Regions from separate parts of the Zea mays genome. Here region 2 is linked to region 1. A link is a contact called in public Hi-C data. All regions are on one chromosome and are shown on one strand. The core of a region is the stretch at or near the end of the contact, and the rest is flanking DNA. Distances in the headings are between cores, read along the strand shown. Region 1 holds the start of LOC541623 (root cap protein 1). Region 2 holds the start of LOC100279267.

What was found. Hi-C and Micro-C count contacts between places; a contact is called where the count stands out from the background.
Region 2: a contact with region 1 is called in a Hi-C map of endosperm, with 4 times the contacts expected there. The contact joins the promoter of LOC100279267 here to the promoter of LOC541623 in region 1. A contact is called at or near these places in 9 of 25 Hi-C or Micro-C datasets (bundle sheath, ear, endosperm and 4 more).

The regions. Positions count from the first base shown.
Region 1 is chr3:147,410,719-147,418,445 of Zm-B73-REFERENCE-NAM-5.0, forward strand. It overlaps LOC541623 (root cap protein 1), which reads right to left and starts at 3,248. Exons shown (of 2, transcript NM_001111378.2): 1 at 2,949-3,248; 2 at 1,942-2,856. The coding sequence starts at 3,210. The coding sequence ends at 2,090. It overlaps LOC103650693 (BTB/POZ domain-containing protein FBL11), which reads right to left and starts at 1,587. Exons shown (of 19, transcript XR_564324.4): 1 at 1,351-1,587; 2 at 1,220-1,270; 3 at 1,008-1,134; 4 at 571-706; 5 at 411-460; 6 at 189-277; 7 at 1-106.
Region 2 is chr3:147,671,469-147,679,195 of Zm-B73-REFERENCE-NAM-5.0, forward strand. It overlaps LOC100279267, which reads right to left and starts at 2,793. Exons shown (of 7, transcript NM_001360957.1): 1 at 2,437-2,793; 2 at 1,734-1,742; 3 at 791-1,647; 4 at 563-721; 5 at 241-476; 6 at 49-145. The coding sequence starts at 2,662. It overlaps TRNAL-UAG (transfer RNA leucine (anticodon UAG)), which reads right to left and starts at 3,270; the gene lies at 3,191-3,270. LOC100282432 reads right to left here. Exons shown (of 6, transcript NM_001155343.2): 6 at 7,228-7,727. The coding sequence ends at 7,712.

The sequences.
Region 1 (7,727 bases), core at 1,998-4,497:
GCTAAGAATGAAGAGGTGGCCATCTACTGAGTTGGGGTTTGATTGTTCACAGGCTTTCATATTTTCTGAAACCCAATACAAAATTGCTTCACACAATTGTTTTTCACTGGACAAAAGGCAGCAAATTATTTTAGCTTCAGAGAAGGGAATCATATTATAGAATAACACTGAGAGAAGATACAACAAACCTATCCACTGTCAGATGTGGACATTTGATCGCTGAACATAGCAAATCATAAGGTATTTTATTAAATGACCTTCCTGAGATAGCATGTGCCTGCATGGTCCACAGAACGGCAGTGGTACAGAAAGCATGTTGCATAATACATGAGCATATCAGAAAGGAACCAAACATCGCCAGGAAATATATTTCTCAAAGAATATGCACATAATGCAGTAATTGTACCTACAAAATTCTGAGCTAGAAATTTTTGGCAAATGTCTTGAACAAAAGTAACACCTGCAAACATATCCAAAGCCAGAAAAAAAACCTTAAAGAATTGATTAGATTTTGTTCAAAATGGAAAATATTACCTGGAAATGTCAGAACACTATAGCAAAAGAACTCACCATGCTCTTCAGCAAAGTACCAGACTTCAATTATGAAATCTAATGGAACTGACATGGCAGAAGTTTGAGAGGCTATGGTGCCGAACCATCTTTGACACTCCACTAGAAGGCTCTCAACAGCAAGAAACAAAGCTCCCTGGATGATAAGTGAAGTTGGAGACTTAGGGTAGCACCTGACATGAACCGAAGGCAGTAGCACTAGCCTCAAATTTAGCAATGAGTATGGCTATGGCATAAATGACCATCTTCCTCCAGCAGCTTTCTATCAGGCACAGGTTTACTAGTAACTGCTAACGATGGTACACAGTACTAATGGAATTCCTATTCCCATGGCATAGAATTTATGAAACATAATAAAAAAAGATAATCTAGAAGGGTGTTGTCTTGTGTTATCAACCAAGAGAAGCACAACTTTAGACTTTCAGGACTGTGGGTACCTCCAACAGGGGGAGGAAATTGTTGTGCGTGATGTTAAAGCTCTCGGAAGGCTCAAAAAGGTAGCGCAGCACTTGCACAGCAGCCTCCAAATTGCAGCCCACACGCACATGCTCTCTGCCGGATTCACTGCATCCACACACAGCGCCGATGAGATACCTGCCCAGTCGCCACTAACTTGTAGTAGTAACTCGAGGCTTAGGTTTTCGCTGACCTGAAGCTGCCGCCGAGGAGCGCGCGGAAGTAGGAGGAGCTCTCGATTAGCCTGCCCACGAGGTAGGATTCGATTACCAGAGCGCAGGAATCAGCTAGGGGGTAGGTTGAGATGGGAGAGTGGTCGCTTGCCTGTGCCGGTCGACGCGAACGGCAACGGTTGGGGATGGGAGCGGGTCGAAGCGCGCGAGGTCGGAGATGGACAGCGGCGGGGGAGAAGGTGAGGATGGAGCACGGGCGGCGGCGGCGGTGGCGGAGGATGATGTGTCGGTGATCTCTAGAACCAGCGCGTCGGCGGGGAAGGCCATGGCCGCGCGTGGTGCTTGGTTTGGTTACTCTGTCAAGGACGAGAGATGGACTGTTTCCGGAAGCTAAAAAAAACTGTTTTCTCTTGTTGTGACTTCGTGAGATGGGCCTCCGGATCGAGTTAGACGAGCCACAGGCCCAACTCCACACTGCCAAGGCCCACCAAGAAACTAAAATTGTTTGTTTCCATTTTTGTTTTGCTTGTGAGTTGTGATGATGAGAGTCCCAAAATTGTTAAGCACTCGATTACATTTTATCTTGTGCTCAGTTTCTTAATTCCACGAACTATCAAGTGAAGCTCGATCGATTACTTAAACATCCATGCATTGTAAAATAAAATCAGGAGTATTTAATTAATTAATTAGGAGTATACATGCATGCATATGTATTTATAAGCCTTATTTGTTGAATATATAATATATAATTTCAATGGGTTTATTGCTGCTTCTTCATTCACTAGCTAGTGTAGAAGACACACAACGATGGATGGATCGATATCCTCCGAGATGGTAATGGAATGGTACGGTGAAGTCGTCGATCGCGCGTACGACGTGTCCTTTGTTATTCATTCCATGTCGTCGTCGTCGGTGAGCATGGCAATATTAGCGGCGGTGCCTTGCTGGTGTCGGCGTCCGCCAAAGCGTGCGACGGCGCAGTCGGTGGAGAAGAGGTCGGAGGAGAGGTAGTCCGGCGCGCCTCCCATGACGGGCATGTTGGATGTGACGTTGAGGCTGTTGACGTAGTCCGGGCGGTAGGTCTGGCCCAGCACGCCGTGCACGTCGTCGGTGAGGTCGTAGAACTTGAAGCCGAGGTCGAGGTGCGCGAGGGTGTCGCCGTCGTCCTCCCTGACGCCGTAGTTGTGGATCCGCGAGTCCTCGGCGGTGATGGGCACTACGCTGGCGACGATGCGGAAGGCGCCCCTGAGCTCGACGACGACGGTGTTGACGCGCGCGGTGCGGGTGACGGACAGCGCCGGCGCCGTGGGCGGGGACCAGCGCGCGCCGACGAAGCGCGGCAGCAGGGACGCGACGTCGACGTCCTCGTCGTCGAGGGCCAGCGCCAGGTGGTCGGCGGCGGCGTCCCACCTGGGCGTCCTCTGGGCGGCGACGTAGAGGTGGTGGTGCGCGAAGCGGATGCCCAGCGCCTGGATCCAGGTGAAGTCGCGGCTCATGGCCGGGTTGCGCTTGCCGATGAAGTGCGCGTTGATGTGGAGGGCGGCGTCGGAGACGATGCAGAAGTCCCGGTCCTTCTTGCCGTGGAAGTAGAAGTTGTTGCCGTCGGCGCCCGTGAAGCGTGGGTCGCCGCAGGACACGCCGGGATAGAAGTCGCACACTGCATGTGCATATATATCAAATTATTAAGATGGAAAGGAACCAAATTAATTGTTAAGATGGACGAAATGAAATACTCCGATCCGTACGTACAGCAGAATGTCTTGCAGCTTGGGCACTGGATGAGGCACTTGTGAGGGCAGCGTGCGTTGCAGGTGGCGCTGCAGGTGGTCTTGTTGCTCTTGATGTTGGTGCACTTGAGAGTCGTGCTGCGATCGTTGGAGCCCACCTTCAGGTTCGGGATGTCCGGCACCGCCTGCTGAGAAGATGCGGGTTGCAACAACGCCGCCGCCGCCGCCATGACGACGATGCACACCAAGCAGAAGCTCATACTGCTTCTGTGACTGTGAGCCATTGTAGACTGCTCTGGCTTAATTGGTGTCTTGATCGCAGCCAAAGCTGGAGGTAGCTTATATATATAATGCATGCATGTCCCTAGCCTGCATCTTCAGTTGACATTTACACATCGCGGCCGGCTGGGGATGGATGGATTGGCCCTTGAGTCCCGGATCAGCAAATGCATGCTCTTCCATTCAGATCTCTTGTTTGTAAGCAACCTGCACGTAGTACGTCGTACGTACTAGCTGTTGCATGCATGCATGTCCATCCATCGCCGGACCAACCATATCATGCAAGAAGGTCAACGCCACGGCCAAGATTAATATTAGATCGATGATGTGCGATTGCATTAAAAGCAATGCCTACTTTCTATAGCAAGCTGCTAGCTAGCTGCTCCTTGAGCAGCAAGGAAAGCGTCCAACCCCAACTTGCTCTCCCATCCCCATCCCATGCATGCATGTTAGTTAGCCGGATAGCATGCATCATACTATCGAGTATCGACCACGTACAATTGATATAATTCGAAGCAAGCAAAGAATATAAAAAAAAGTGAGTTTTTTTTATGTTGAAAATTAATAACAACAAACAAGTTTCACTTACCAAAAAAAGTGAGTTGTTTCGCTATGGAGATCGAGGCAAATTGATAAAGGATCATACATGACAATTAATATTCACTTTATCTTTGGATGTGGAATGTGACCACCTTTAAATTTTTTTCCCTTCTAGTATTGGGTATTCCAATATAATGAATCACAAAAGGGGGTTCAGTAATGACCATTTCTTGTGGGAAAAAAGTTTACTAGCTCGAAAGGAAAGAAGGCGTGTTTTTTTTTTGTCTTGTCTTGTGCTAGAGAGCTAGCTAGTCTTGGGCTTTTTTATCAGAATTGAAGATGGCTCGGCTCTACAGCTTTAGCATGGAGTAGCTCTACAGTTTTCTAGATTTCGGAGCAGCAAAGATGCACTACAAAAAAATTATATTGCAATTCCTGAAATTCCTTGGAGAGTTAGGTTGTTTGGCTAGCTTTGATCATCTCTTCTTTGGAGTTTTATTTTGGAGCCATATCAAACACCTGCTAGACCTTATCATCACTAGAAAAAATTGCTAAGTGACGCCGAAAGTGATGTCGTGTTGCCAGCAGACGACAAGAAAATCTAATTGCCAGTTTGTGGCAAATTTGTTAGAGGACACCATACCTAATAAAATATACATTTTTGGTTCAGTTAAAACACCATTTTTGTCTCTAATCCTTTGCCTCCCTCCCTTTCTGGCCACTCTATTTGCTCGTCCTCTTTCTCTCTCTCTCCCTGCAACCATATATCCACTAGGTACCATGTTGATAGAATCAGGGGCGAATCTAGGATCTGATCACATCCCGGACAAATCTATTTAATCTATCGAGTGGCCCGAGGCTTGTATCCGCCCCTAGATGGAATCCATGAGAATGGCACTACGAATGGTGTGCCCACCTCATGTGACGCACAAGAAGTGATGTATGAACTATACAAGTACAATGCTTGTGTGTTGCAACGACACACAACTTATTCGATAAGTTGTTAATGTACAACGATTAGATGACAATGAAACATGTATATCATCATTGCTTAATAACATTTATGCATGGCCATTGAGGTCAAATATGTACTTGTGTATACGTCCATTCGGTTGATGGTTCATGGTAAGGAACTACCACAACTACGAGGTCAGCATATATTTTTTTGCAGACCGTCCTCCAAATACCTGGAACCGACTTCCATTTATGCAGAGTCGAATCACTTCCATCATGCAACATAGCACTCTCTAGAAGGGGTGTGCATTTTCTATGTGCTTGATGTTATAGCTGCAAAGTGGATTAGTGCAAGTTTGAGACCAAAGATCTTAGATTTTTAGCGAGAATAAGTGATAAGTCCATTGGGCAACACAATAACTCATAATAAACTATCCAACCTTCAAAAGGGTCAAAATAATACTCCCGCGAGGCTAAACCAAGATCTGGATGGTAGGACTTTGTAGCTATATCACATCATCAACTCCCTTAATTGACATAGGTGAAAATTTCTAGCTCTATCACACATCATAGCAGATTAGCCATTCTGGATAATGACCTCCATACATTGTGAAGAAAAGCAATAACCGATTAATGGTGGACCAAAATTTGATGGCTCCTTGAATGGCAAATCGGTTGCTGTTTTCCAGAGGCAGAAAGAGGTATCCATGCAACTGAACCTTGGACGCCCACTGTAAATTGATAGCATAAATTTGAATCCTGTGGCTCACCAAAATCTGTTCTATTGCTAGTAGGAAATAAACCTGATGAAATGGAGCACCAAGCGCACGTGTTTCGACTGGCCACACTCGCAGACCTGAAAGTCCCTTGTGGCTTTTGGTGTTTGGATGACTATATTTTTAAAAGACTAACAAGGCTATGAGTGTTGAACAAGAACTTAATGAAAAGTCAGCAAAGTCAGCAAGATTCAACACAAGTGTTTAAGTGTGATATTCCATATATGTTGAGTTAGATATGGGTTATGGATACCACAAGTGATATTAAAGGATGGATTTTGTCTAAGTGGGATTCAATGTACATGGCTTGAAGTTAGTTGGTTGAACTAAGGCTAGTTCCAACGTGGATGTAGGTACGCATTTCAGGTTGGTCGAACCACGATAAAAGTCATTGTGTCCATGTCTCTTGCTTTACTTTTCTATTTGTACTTCTATTCTTATATTTGGTATAAGTTTTTTGTGACTTGTAGGTTCTCTCACTACCGGAACCGAGCGCTTTGCCGAGTGCTTGAAGCACTCGGTAAAGTCTTTGCCGAGTGTGACACTCTGCAAAGAGAGCTCGGCGAACAGTACATCAGCAACAACTTCTTTGCTGAGTACTTTTTATCGGGCACTCGGGTACCCCGCAAAGAAAAATCACCGTCACGGCGACTGGTAACGGAGACGGTGCCTTTGCCGAGTGTTCTAGGTGATACTCGGCAAAGAGATTAACTTGGTCGAGTGTCACCTAATACTCCCGACAAAGAGATTACCTCTTTGTCGAGTGTCTACCGGCCTACACTCGGCAAAGGGCCACCAGCGAGGTCCTTTGTCAGTTTTTTTGCCGAGTGCGCTAGGAGACACTCGGCAAAGCTGGCTTCTTTGCCGAGTGCCAGGGTCACAGCACTCGACAAAGAAGCTTTATCGGTGCCCAGGTGTTCCCTCTCTGTCGAGTGCTATGACACTGACACTCGACAAAGAACCTCTTTGTCGAGTGTTACACTCGGCAAAGTGGCCAGTACACACCTTTTTAATTTGTTTTTTCTATTCCATTCAAACAAACAAAAGATATCACATATATCACATAATCATCACAGATATCACATATACATCACATATCTCACAAACACCATAAATCAAATAAGTTCTCACATCATTACCAACATAAGTATCCAACATTGAAGAACATAAGTCTCAAGTATCTCACAAAGCATTAACAACATCTAACAAGTTCAGATTAGGTTATCTCACAAAAGTATGAACAACACTAAGAAAGAGATTGCACAGAGAAGAGATTGCCCCTAACAAGTTAATCGAGGTGGGCGGCTGGACTGGTGCGACAATGGGTTGGGCGATCCATGAGGGTTATTGGATGTCGCCCTAGATTGTCCCTGCACAGAGAAGAGATTGCATGTGTTATAACAGATGCATTACCAACATCTAACTAGAATTTTGATACTCACAGGAGTATGAAACTGAGCAGGGTCAACTGTAGGGAACAATGGAGGTGGTGGAGCGAAACCCTGTGCGGCGCCAAGGCTTTGCATGTACTGGAACATCTCTGCCATCCTCGCCTCTATCTCCTGATGTTCCCTCCTCTCTGTTTTTAGCTGGGTCTGTAATATTCCAAGCCAATGTTACAGTAACTCAAAGAGAAGGTATATAACTCAAGGAATGACGAGTTACAAAAGCACTAACCTCGAGTTGTTGTATGCGATGATATGAGCTGTCCTGTCGAGGTCATATGGCTGGGCTCGAGCTCGTGCTCCTTGCTCGCACCTGAGAAAGAGTAGGAGTGGATGACGACTCAATTGCCCCGTCGGCAATCCAGTACCGCCCATATCACTATGTGTAGAAATCATAGAGTTTCAATGTAGTTCACTTAGGTTTCTACACATACTACCTCACAACTTTCTCAAAACATTCTCAAATTTTTATCACAACCTCTACATATGATATCATGACATGTGGACAAGTTTCATGAATTTCTGACTTTGTTTGTGTTTTATACAATTTTTAAACAACTGGATGGCGAGTTCACGACCATGTTTAGTGAGCATGGTGCTCGAAGATTCCAGTCTGCTCCTCAAATCGGTCGTAACTTGTGCTAAATAACATGCATATCATTTTTGCATGCACGTTTTCCATGTTTCGAGTGACTTGCAGTTCAAATGTGAATTTTCCGAAGAAATTCAAATAAACGAACTAAATCTAATAGTTATAGAAAACACTTTTATAATTGTGCCAAAATGGTACATGTAGGTCTATATAGT
Region 2 (7,727 bases), core at 1,543-4,042, 260 kb after region 1:
GACGACATGAAGAACAAACGCTTGAGGTGTTTGCTCAGCTCCACTCACCAAAGTTCTCAGAGATACCACCGTCTTTTCCTTCTCCAGGTCCAGCTCAAAGAAGCCTCCGTAGGCTGGCGTGTACAGCTCCGGTCTCAAGGACGATCTGCAATAATGAGAGAAAAGGCTCTGCTGCTTAATGAACCGACGAACATGAAGCAGGCCGTTCCTAGATTAAATGTGCATGTGTACTGTACTGACTTCCTCAGATCGGCGCACATAAGAACCATGTGCTTCTCCTGTGATCTGTAGTACACTCTGAAGTGCACGGAGGTGTGCTCTTCCATGCTCTCAGAAGCAAGAACCACGAGCCCGAACGGGCCATGAGCCGACGCGCCCGCTTCCCGGCACTGCTTCTCGATGTCCAAGAGCCAGGAAGGGTCAAAAGGGTCGGCACTGCCTATGGATGTGAGCTCGAAATCTATCTCCACATCTGCCTGTTCCAACAAGAACAAAAGTGTGCCAGATTATCTATCTATCTATCTATCTATCTATCTACATGAGAATAATGACTGAAACTAACCTGCAGAGTGTCAATTTCCTTAATCTCAAACAGATCCCCCTTCCTGAGCTCCAGGCCTTGGTGTCTGACTTGTTTTCCTCGGAGCGACTCGATCTCTTCGACCGGCCATTGCAGCAGCTGCTTGCTGTCTTTATCCAACCATATAGTCCTGGGAATTGCCTAAACCAAATCAAAAAATTACATGCGTGCGTGTTAAATTACAAAACTACAGTATAGTCAGAAGCTTACATGGATTCCAGCCCATCCTTTGGCGACGTCGTCTGACGAACTGTCCGTCTCATTCGTCCAGCCCCATATGACCCTCCTCCCTTTCTTCGAGTCGAAGAACGACTTGGAAGCGTAGTAGTTGCCGTAGTCAATCCTTGACCACAGCCTCCGGTCCTCGATCACGGTATCCGGCACAAAGGCGTCACCTTTCAGATCATAGACGCCGACCATGTACTTGTCAGAGCCGTCAAGGCTCATCTTGAGGACGTGCTTGGCGCCATCCGGGACCGCAGCCGACATGTCCAGCCCGGAGTTCTCGCCCGGCATCGCCGCGAAGAAGTCCGGGCACTCCCACATGGCGGAGGCGTTGGAGGAGTAGAGCGGGTGGTCCACTCTGTCCCAGCGCACGAAGTCCTCGCTCTCGTACAGAAGCGCCGCGCTGTGGCCGTCGACCTCGGCCCCGACGGCTATCCTCCACAGCCCGTCCGGGCCGATCCAGCCGGTCGTCGGGTCTCTGAACTGGCCTGGGTTCAGCCCTCGTCCGACCGGCTGGATCACCGGGTTGTCGTGTGGCTTCACCCACTCCCGCAGGTACGGATCGGACAGGTTCTTGGGGAACGCCACGTTCTGGACCTGACGCTTCTCGGTGTCGGCGCCGGTGTATATGATGGCAGGCCGGCCGCTCTTTAGGATGGTGGCTGAACCTGTCCAGCAGCCATTGATGTCGCTCGGAGTCGTCCGCTCTATCGCCGGCGCGAGCCGGATCCAGTTCACGAGATCTGTGGAGACCGAGTGCGCCCAGACTATGTTGCCCCAGAGCGAGCCGTTTGGGTTGTACTGGTAGAACTGGTGGTAGATACCATTGTAGTACATTGGTCCTGAAAATCAAGAGGAGCTTCTTCTACTGCAGTTTGGTATGTATGGAAGCAAGCGGTTGGTGTTTAATTTGAGATGCATAACATACCATTTGGATCTTTTTTTTTTGAGTCGTTGTTTGAAACGGTCCCCGATTCATTTGGATTTTTCAAGGACGGGAAAAGAATAAAAGATGATATCAGAAACTTGATAGGGCAAAGACCCTGAGTCCAAAACATGCTTTTCAGATGGTATCAGGAACTTGAAATGAAAATATAATCAGCATATATAAGACCAAACGGGGGCAAAGTGCATTTCCAGACAAATTTTCAGTTGGCCTGAATGCATTGCCTAACTGAAAACTTTAACACAATACTTCAGACTATGCCAATGTAGTGCGAAAAGGGAATAGCATCGATCCCTTTAGGTAAAACATTGCTATGACTTCACTAAAATGTAAAAGCAGTGCCATGAATGTGAGCCTTCACTAATATGTATCTTGGCTCTGTGCAGCATTCGGCAAGAACCAACAGAAAATTTGGCTCTGTGCAGCACAAGTATTGTGTAGCCTACCTACCTTCCCTTTCACATGTATACCATGAACACAGAGCTAGGCAACTAGGGAAATTAACCTCGCCAGTAATTTTTATTCAGAAAGAGAAGGGAGGTCAAACTCCCTCCAGTTAGGCAAAAAAAAAATCAGACGAACTTCCTTTTCCTTGATCCAGTAAAAGAACCTCGGATTACAAGGCATACGGAAAGTCAACAGAAGAGAAGAGAAGAGAAGAGAAGAGAAGAGAAGAGATGAGTACCGTTGATCCAGTTCTTGGGAGGCTGGAAGTGGTACGCGGTCCTGTACTTGCTGCTCACGATGGAGGAGACCTTGGGAGCCTGTGGATACAGGAAGACTCTCTGCGTGGCCTGCGCGACGCCACTCCTCCTAGTCCTCCTGCTGCTCCCAGGACCGGATCCGTCGTAGGAGAAAAGAACTAGGAAGAAGAGAAGGAAAGCACAAGGTCGGGCCATGGCCATGGCCATGGAGGAGCAAAGACAGAGATGGGGATGCAAGATTGGATGAGGTGACTTTGTTAACTCGACAAAGTGTTGAGAGGAGGGTCTCAGAATATTCAGAGGAAGACAGTGACTTCCAATTGGCTGCTGACCTGCTGTGGCCTGTGGCTGCTCACTTTGCATCCAGAACCTCGCTTTGTGGCAACATATCAGCTCAAAAATGAAAATGTGTGTATGGATCATTGGGGTTGTGTGTGTGTGAGAAAGAGAGAGAGAGAGAATCTGCTCCCTGCATTGGGCTTGGTAAGGGTTTATTGATCTGCATCTGCTATTTGCTGCTAATAAGATTAAGATGGTGAGGTAGCGTCGTTCTTGTCGTCTCCGTCTCAAGCTGATGATGGATGGACTATTCGCCGTTATGCCATACACAACGGGGAAGTTCTTTTATCTTAAAATTAAAATATTAGTACACCTTGGTGTAAGTATATATTTCATCAGAAGAGAATCAGTGAAAAATAATCAGAAGGGAATGAGCCAAAAAAATTCAAAAATATTTGACAGCTGTGGGATTTGAACCCACGCCCTTTCGGACCAGAGCCTAAATCTGGCGCCTTAGACCACTCGGCCAAACTGTCTTTGATGTATATGTTTTACTGTTTTTTATATGAATAAATAAATGTTCGATGGATCATTTCAAATCCACCATTTCGGGAGCATACACAGAAGCTGCCGACGTGTGTGGACCCTGGAGTACCACTGGTCGACGATGGCCACCAGAGCATGTAGCATCACGATTCACGATCCTGGCTGCCACTGCAACGTGTAGGATTTTCCTTTAGAGAGGACCAACACATATATATAACTATAGTTATAATTATAAATAATAGAATATATATATATATACTATAGTCACTAGTCATAACAATTAATACATATATGTGCTAAGTATATAATAAATACTAATTTGTTATTAGCTAACTTATTTATTTTAGCCATATATATATAACTAGAAAACAATTTTTTTTTGTTAGAGGGCCATGGGCCCCGCCAGCCCCCTTGTCTATGACACTGCTCAGTCTCGATTCACCTATGTCGCCTGCAATATCACATTTCGGCCTTGCACCACCACATCTAGGCTGCCACATCTCGGAGTGCATTGCCACGGCATCTCGGCTGCACACAGCCGTCGTGACCTCTATTTTTTTATAGGATCAATGTATCAGCTAGATGGGTGGATAGATGGTTTTAACTTAAAAGCATCGAGCGACTCAATTTAGCAATTAGAATATGCTAAAATTGTTTTACGACTACAAAATAAACCATAAGATTTGTAAATGTAAATGAACAAAAAACCGTTACAACGTTAAATTAAGATAGAGAATAATTCGTCGCAACGAGAGATAGGAATTGTTCGTGATATCGATGGCTTGTTGGTCACCCTTAATCCATTTTAAGGTGGATTCATTGTCTTTTAGTCACTCATCTACCAATAGTCCAATTCGTTTATGAGTCGTCTTCTATCAAATAACATCTCTAGCCTTAATTCCGCTAGAGTTGTTTTTCACCGCTCTAGCGACGCAAGCACAACTTCTCACAACTTTACTAGAGCCTCTTCACAATCTTCTTGAATAGCTTCACGGTGTATCACTACCAAATCGTCTAATGAGCAACAACCTCCAAGAGTAATAAACCAAAAACCTTGCTTGATGATCTCCCTAAAGCCTCAAAACTACACAACTGGTGCAATATACTAAATTTCTCTTGATCTCACTAGAAATCAACCCCAAGTGAATGTGAGTAAGAAGTCTATGAATGCTCAAAATGATCAACAAGTGATCCAAATGCTCAAGCCGGGATGCACACACCCGAGCACCCACTATTTATAGCCCCACTTCCCATAAGTAGATGTTAGATTACTTTTTTCGAGAATTATAGGCACTCACGGTCAATCCTAGTACAACTCACGAACAACTCACATTTGAAATCCAACGTCTATAATTTCAATTAAATACATGTCAGCCAACAATGCAAGCGAATAGTACGCCACCAGCGCGACCAGTCTATCAACCAATTATTAGCACATACAGAAAACTTCCAAGTTTTTGGCTCCTCTCGAGAATGCACGGCTAACAGTCCGCGTCAAAGGCTCGGACAATCCACTTGCCAAATATTAGCATACACATTATCTACCAACTGAAACAGACAATTTGTCTTAGGGTACCAGATAGGGATGGCAATGGACCCTGTTCTCCGATTCCCCGCGGGGAATTCATCCATTAGGGGACATGGATAATTGCAATGTACTCCCCACGAGGGATTAAATAGGGAAAGAATCATCCCCATCGAGTCTAGCGAGACGTGTATGGTTCATTGTTGCATGTTATGACCTTTTAAGTACTATCATATGGCAATTTGGTTATGTTATTGCTGGACATAAACTTATGTAATATGTTATTAGCTTATTGTTGTTGCCATACTAAGCTTCTAGTGAGTGGTGACTGATGTGTGCATGTGTATGTGTGTTTGGTGATTTGGTATGTTCTATGTAAAGACCAGAAAGTGTGTGTGCATGTCATGTGGGTAAACAGTTTAGGACTTATATATTATGTTATAATTGCTATTTTATAATGTGATGTCATGCAATGGTCTAAAGACAAGTGGCTCAATACATGCTATTTTAAGCCGAGGAGGAGACCCACGGGAAAAAATCCCAAACGGGGACAGAGATGGGGAAATTTCTCCCCCATTGAAGTTGATGGGGACGAGGATGGGGATGGGTAGTTAACTTCCGACATAAAATTTCCCAATGCCATCTCTAGTCCCGGATAGTTTGCTAGCGAAGAAACTTTCCAACACACTAACTTCCAAGTTTTGTCGTCCACTATATAAAGTATGGCCGACAATCCACCCCAAGTGGCCCAGATAATCCAATCCATGGGCCTGGATAGTGCACCAACAAATCAACATTTCCATATATAAACTTTCAAGTTTAAGTCTACCACCAGAATAAGTATGACGAATAATCCACCCAAGGTCTCGAACAGTCTTCCAACAAAGAAAAATTCTAACATAGGAACTTCTAAGTTTATGTATTCCACTACAATAGATCGGAGGACTGTCCACCGATCAAAATCAGAGAGTTTATCATAATCAACTCTATTTAAGACAGAAACTTATATTTTTGGCCATCATCTAGTTAGACCAGTGGGAAATATGCCCTATGAGTCGGACAATACATAGCTCACAATTCATCTCTCTTTCAAAGAAGCATTATTGTCACACTTTTTCTTTGAAAATTGCAAGTCTCAATTGAGTGATCCATGAGACACTATAGATCGACCAAGTAAAATACTTTGTTCCATCTTGATAGTACATCTTGATAGCACGACTATCTATCATATTAACCTGGTTAATATGATTTCTAATCACCTCTTGACTGGTTATATCTAAAACCCTATAAATACCTTTGTCTTAAGCTATCCACCTTATATAAACTAGTGATAACTCCATGTAATCTAATACACTCCATCTTTATCATGGATTAACCTAAATCTCATGTCCTCAAATGAAACTTTTAGTCTATATTTATTTTTGTTAAACCAAAACACTAGATAGGGCAGATGCTTACAGCCACCACAAAGGATAGAGAGTTTGAGCAGGGAGGGGACACCAGAGAGAGCGAGGATGAGCAAGGAGATAGGATGACAGAGAGGAAGGTCGGGTGGAGAGAAAGGTTTGGTTATGGCAACGAGTATATATTCGTCGGGTAGTATCATCCTATACCTATGCCCGTCAAAAAAAATCTTATCAGTTGGATTACCCATATAAGGTCACGAGTATAGAAACTTACTCATACTAGTACCCACACGGGTAATTTTACCCGACGAGTTACTCGTACTCGCTAGAAAAGTCTAAAATACTAATGTGTCAATCACTTAAAATGTCAAACAAACACATAAAAATAAGTTCACCTGAAATACAACAAACCAGATGATTATATCCTTGATAGGTAAACAAACAATAAGCGAAGAAGTATTTTATTTTAGCTAAGACAACTTTAATTACATGGTAAATAGTGATATGACACAGGTATATTTTACTCATGAGTATACAGGCATGTGTAGTACCCACTTATACTCGTACCCGTCTACCCGATGGGTACAGGTTCTTGTGTATTAGCATACCCGCGAGTTAAGAAATCATCTTATCCCGCTTTTATATCGGGTAAAACTCATTGAGTTATTCTGAGTTTAATCTTGACTTGGAGTCAGGGAAGGGAAAATGCTCTCGGTGTGATGACTCGCAAATTTCTTCCATGTGGGAAAGGGAAATGAGTGAATGGAAGCGGGTTGCGATTCCATGGCTGATGGGTTTCCAAATAGCACGGCAAAATGATGTCGAACTGATGACTCGCGGATTTCTTCAACATGAAAAACGAAGGGAAGCGGGAAATAAACTGATGTTAGGGTTGAACTAATTTTCACGATTTGATGAGTTTTATATCCACCTAGAAAATATTGTCGCACAACAACACTAAGGTCCCTCTCACAAGATCATGAAACTAGAGATAGAACCAGGAGCACAGGTAGAAATTTATAAAGATTCAGACCGCAAAACAAGTGATTTATAAAGATTCAGACCACAATATGTAATATCCTAGACAGATTCATGAATGCAAACATGAAAAAAAAATACATCGGCCGAGCCATGTGACTAATTAGCTCTCCCTTTTCTTTCGGTCATCAAGATCCTATTATTCCATTCATAATAGGTTAACCCCAAAGCCTGCGATAGAATTAGGAGCCAAGTAGGGCGTGCCCTGGCCATGGTTTACACGGATGATTCCTTCCTTCACCATAGAACATGTGACGACAAAGTCAAAGTGAAGGTAATAACATCTGCATTGCCACATGACCACATAATCTTCACAAGTGTCTACATAAGACATCAGCTACGGCTACGCTCGAAATACGCTTCTTTGTACAGATCCATGTTAGCTTCCAACAGGAATATTTCTTAGCATGGACAGAAGCAGCCAAGAACCGCTAGGGTTCAGGGTGTCGGTGAAATGCGCATTTACCAGTCTTCATCC